2 separate regions of the Mus musculus genome follow, and region 2 is linked to region 1. Evidence: chromatin contacts called from public ChIA-PET data. All regions are on one chromosome and are shown on one strand. The core of a region is the stretch at or near the end of the contact, and the rest is flanking DNA. Distances in the headings are between cores, read along the strand shown. Region 1 overlaps Gm10044 (ankyrin repeat domain-containing protein 30B). Region 2 holds the start of Pxk (PX domain containing serine/threonine kinase).

Region 1 (2,585 bases), core at 29-2,528:
ATCTCTCCAAGCCTCAAACTCACAGTTCTTAAGTTTAGCTGGTTCAGTGGGTTTTCTGGGCAACCTGTCTGAGTGGATAACACCAACCCATCACTTAGAATGCTCCTCCAGGCTTTGTTCACATAACTCCTGCTGTATGTAGGTGATGGTGCTGAAGCAAGCCATTACCTGCTGTCCCTCAGGTGTAACAGTCGTGGTTAAGGAGTGAGAGGTTGGAAGGGATCTCCAGAGTCCATACTTGCAGCTCATCCGCTCCCCTCCACTATGGGTAGTGGCACGCGTTGTTCATGCATTTCAAAGGCCACCTTCACTGATTTACTATCCCAGGATCCCAGTGAGCAATTGTGAAAGACCACGAGGAAAGACTGATGTAGAGCAGAAGGGTGAGGTTCCTTTTATTCCACAATCTCTTTAATGTCGCAGTCTCTAAATCTGACTATTAATGTAAAATCTAGACTGGAGAGGATATACTCTGTCCTTATTATTTCTTCACATCACTAAGGAAGTGAATGTGTTAGGTAGCAAAACAAACAGACAAACAATAAAAAAAACCAGGGCAGTTTAGTTTAGTTTAGTTTAGTTTAGTTTAGTTTAGTTTAGTTTAGTTTAGTTTTGAGACAAGGTTTCTCTGTGTAGCCCTGGCTGTTATGGGACTCACACAGATCAGTCTACCTCTGCTTTCCGAGTGCTTGAATTAAAGGTGTGTCCACCACTGCTTAGCAGCAAAGGGCAAAATTTTAAAAGCCAGACAGAGCATGTCCCCTTAAGATTTCTGAAAATTCTGGGTCTCTTACTCAAACAGAAGTGAAGCAGAGCTTACAAAATGTCAGTGGTCTGTACTGATAAAACACAAATATTTGTGGACCATGGCACTGACTAGTAATAAAACAAACGAATCTATAAAACTCCCTTTTAATGAACAATAACACAGCCTGAATTTCTTAAAGGTTGAAGAAGAGAGGAAGTACGGACTCCAGGAGCCGAATGTAGCAGTGGAGAACTCTGACGACAGAACAGCTTGTGCTGTTGCCTCTGCTGCTGCTGCTGCTGCGGTTTCAGCTTCTACTTATGCGGAATCTGCTTCCACTTCTGCTTCTGCTGCTTCCAATATTGCTTCTGCTGCTTTTGCTTCTGCTTCGGCAGCTTCCACTTCCGCATCTGTTGCGTTTGCTTCTGCGTCTGCAGCTTCCACTTCCGCTGCTTCCGCCTCTGCTTCTGCTTCTGCTTCTGATGCTTCGGCGGCTGCGGCAGCTGCTTCCGCTTCCGCCTCTGACGCCTCCGCTGCTGCTGCTGCTGCGGCAGCTGCTTCTGCTGTGGCCTCCTCCAACGCTACTGTTAATGCTGTGGTGGCTGCTGCTGTCACTGCTGCTTTCGCAGCGGTTACTGCTACTGCTGACATCAAAGGCAGTGAACCAACTCCTCAAAGGCACAGTGGGGCTACTAATGACAAGGATTTCGCACTTAAGGCAAAAGAAGAACATGATAAGTAAGACCATGACATTAGTATAAATAGATAATCAATTTTGACTGACAAAACAGACTCTCATTTTGGCTAACATTCATGATGATCACATTGCTCTGTCCTTTGTATAGCAATAGACAGACATTACCCACTCTCAGAAACGTTTAATAGTTTGATCCTATTTTCTAGTTATATTGAAAACAATGTTATATAAACATAACCATTGTAGCTGGCAAACACTAGGGAAGCCTTGTTTGTGGTTAATGAATTCAATGACACAAAAGTCAGACAGTTATTCCTGATCTAGAACCCAAACCCACTCACTCCATTTCTTTCTTTCTTCCTTTTTTTTTTTTTTTTTTTGTTATTTTTTTTTTTTTATTTTTCCAGACAGGCTTTGTCCTGGAACTCACTTTGTAGACCAGGCTGGCCTCGAGCTCAGAAATTTGCCTGCCTCTGCCTCCCCAGTTGCTGGGATTAAAGGCATGTGCCACCACCGCCCGGCCTCACTCCATTTCTACTCAGAGTATCGGCCACAGTACCTCATGAGACACACAGATTAGCCTCCTGCTTTATCTCTGACTTGAACTAGGATTTTTCTGTCCTTGTCACTCTATCCCGGCCACACTGAACACTCAGGCATCTCTCTGAACTTGCAAGGTTTCTATGTCACAGTTGCCTGCCATGTTCTATTGTCTTCTTAGTTCTTGCTTACAAGCCATACTCTCCACATAGCCACTTGGTCCTGCGGGACCGTGCTCCTTCCACGGCATCCTTAACAGTACATAAAAGTTTGTTTTCCTCCTCCAACATACTATATGTCTGTCTTTCTGTCTCATTTATTGTTATTCCATGTGTACTTCAGTATCAGAGTAGTCTTTTCTCTGCTTACCACTGTAACCTCATTGGTTAGATAGTGGGCTAGCATACAGTAAGAAGCTACTCAATGTATATTTGTTGTATGAGCAAATGAAGTTTACCCTGAGTGTTGTTTTAAACATTAAAGTAAATTTCACTTTTAAAAAGTTTGATGTGCATCAGTTCTCAGGACTTTCATTTATTATCATTGTTAAAAAATTTCTGAAGCTGGGCATGGTGGCGCATGCCTTTAATCCCAGCACTC
Region 2 (2,585 bases), core at 34-2,533, 320 kb before region 1:
AAGGCTTTCTAGAGGAAGTGGTCTCTGAGCATCCATCTCTTTAGTATTAAATAGACCTAAAACACCCTATGAGGTTATAAGACTTACTTGCCAGTAATCCAGTCAAAAAACATAATTTGAAAGAATTATTATTACCTTCCATAAACATGGCCTTAAATACTCACTTTGCAACAAATTACAAGCGCAACAAACTCATAGATTTTTGGTGCCTTTCATAAGTTTCTACAATAGGACTTAGGATGTTACCTACCATTGGGAGAAAAAGTGCATTTTTTAAAAAAAGACAGTCATTTCTCTAAGTGAGAATAAATGCTTTCAACAATCCTGACCTACAAAGCAAGGCTGTCGGAGAGGTAACAGGGCTCTAAAAAGTCCTGCTTTAATACATCAGAATGAAAGATCTCTTTGACTAGCGAAGAATTTGAACATACACACACAGAAACAGAGATAAACACACAGGGAACGTCAGAAACAAGAGACAGAGACAGCGAGATGGAAAAAGAGACGGCGAGACAAAGAGACAGAGACACAGAAGGCTTTTGTGGGGCTTTAGCCTCCAGATGATGAACCCCCAAACACTGCTTGATAAACAAGACTCTGGGCTGGAATCTGATTTGCTGGCCTGACAAAACATTACAATCTCAGGAATCCCAATCCCACCCCCACCCCATTCATCATTTCCTCGATCAAGTCCTAGAGGCTACAAGCTCCCCGGTTTTTACTGGTTCCTAGGGTTTACTGCTTGTAAATTACAAGACATAGAGCACCTTTCCAAAAGGAAAAAGGGGGGGAAGTACCGGCAAATGAAAGCAAGCGTGGCTTTAAAGCCCCATAAAAGACTGCATGTGGCAGAAATGAACTCGCCTGTGCGTACTACGAGCACCGAGGGCTCCCCTAAGCCACTCCAGGGGGTCTGGGATGCGCGGGCACGCCGCCCCGGCCGCGGCCCGGCAGGAGGGAGGCAGCGGGCTCACACACCTGCCCGGCTCCGGTGCCCGCGCCCTGCCGCGCCGCGCCGCCGTCCGGCCTTCGCCCGGCCCCCGCCCTCGGCCCCGGCCTCCCGCCCCAGCCGCGCACCGTGTGCGACTGCAGACTCTGGCTCGCCTCGACGGCCGCTGTCAGCGGCACCGTGTCGTCCAGCAGCACCTTGCCAGCCGGCGGCTTCTCCATGAAGGCCATCCCGGGCCGCCGCCGCCGCTGCCTCTGAAGCCGGGGCAGGAACCGGAGGCGCCGAGCCCCGCCACCCGCCGCGTCCCGCCGCCGCTGCTGTCAACGCGCACCGCCCCGCGCCCCGCGCGCCGCCGCCGCCCGCGGGTCCTAGCGCCGGTCGTCTCTGCCTGCCGGCTGTCAACACCAGTCTGCCCGACCTCGCTGGGTCCTAGCGCCGTTCTTCACGGCAGGGTAGGTGACTGCTATCGTCGTCCCATGGTTGCAGTCAGAGGCATTATGTCCCTTGCTCTCTTGGCGCCTCCTCGCCCCCGCAGCGTATACTCAGTACTGTGAGCTCCTGGCCTCGGGCGAGGAGCACAAAACTAAACCATTACCACCACATCTCGCACTGCTTCTCTGGACTCTAACAGAACTGAGCTTTTCAGATGAACCGTTCAGAAACTCAGGCTGGTAGATTTGAGACCCTACTGCTCCTAATCACACTTTCCTGCCCAAGGACCTTAGGACTCAGGATATAACAAAAAACAACTTCAGGGTGGCTTCTCAGTCTGAGTTTATAGACCAAACTTTGTAAACCAAATCTGGATTCATGTTTTAAACCTGGATCTTCAGGAGAACCTAGGTGCCACACTCTCATAACTGGATCCCACGGGGTTTAGTTCCTAATCTTTAAACAATAAGCTTTAAGACAGAGGTGGAAAAATAAAATAAAATAACTGATGCAAAGATTTCCCTGCTTGTATGCTTGGTCCTAGCTCACAGTTGAGCTTTAAAGTCTTTGAAACCAAAGAACACTCAGATCTCTTAGACGGTGAGAATATTTGGTCGGTCCTAGAACAGGCTCCAAGAACCTCAAACTCAGAACTATCAAACTTGATGATCAACTTGTCAGTACCAAATCTACCCTGCTCACCTTAACCCAAGACCACAGCCTTCCAGGATAATAATGAAATTAAACTTAGATCAGATGACTAGGACCCTGTTGAGGGTCTGTGTGATCTTGAATAAGTCTCTCTCTCTCTTTCTCACACACACACACACACCACACACACCCTGAGACCTCACTCTTCCATTGGCAAAACTAAGTAAATGCCATGTAGAATGTGTAATAGGAATGCAATTGGACAGGAAGGAACTTTGCACATATTTAAAATCTCAAACAATATGCATTCCATCCTGACAATTCACAGAACAGAGATTTATTTCTGCTTGTTTCCACTGAATTTCTATTATTTTATTCATAGAAACCAAGCTTCTTTGTGCATCCATCACCACTGCGATGACATCATAGCAAAGGTCTAGATTGCTCTTGACGGTTATTCTCTTCAGAGTTCAGGCTTAGAGATTGCTGGGCAACCCCAAGGAGCCAAGTGACACCAGAGTGCCTTCAGGGGCCAATGCTCAGAGGAGACCTG

The links. ChIA-PET counts read pairs in DNA pulled down with a chosen protein or histone mark.
Region 2: a contact with region 1 is called in an RNA polymerase II ChIA-PET map of memory CD8 T cells, with 9 read pairs. The contact joins the promoter of Pxk here to the enhancer-like site in region 1. A contact is called at or near these places in 2 of 39 promoter capture datasets (hematopoietic stem and progenitor cells and pre-B cells), 2 of 484 Hi-C or Micro-C datasets (CD4 T cells and CD8 T cells), 2 of 115 datasets of contacts at active chromatin or transcription factors (bone marrow-derived macrophages and memory CD8 T cells) and 2 of 9 other capture datasets (adipose tissue and liver).

Annotation. Positions count from the first base shown.
Region 1 is chr14:7,772,759-7,775,343 of GRCm38.p6, reverse strand. The region is part of intron 3 of Gm10044 (ankyrin repeat domain-containing protein 30B); the gene reads left to right. Among named protein-coding and RNA genes, the nearest start is that of Gm10044, 17 kb to the left of the region's middle. Within about 2 kb of position 1,278, at least 196 of the 459 cell types and tissues checked have an H3K27ac peak or open chromatin away from gene starts, as enhancers often do. A contact at or near this core is called in CD8 T cells, adipose tissue, bone marrow-derived macrophages and 4 more, where this site is marked.
Region 2 is chr14:8,096,909-8,099,493 of GRCm38.p6, reverse strand. Pxk (PX domain containing serine/threonine kinase) reads right to left here and starts at 1,283. Exons shown (of 18, transcript NM_145458.4): 1 at 1,078-1,283. The coding sequence starts at 1,179.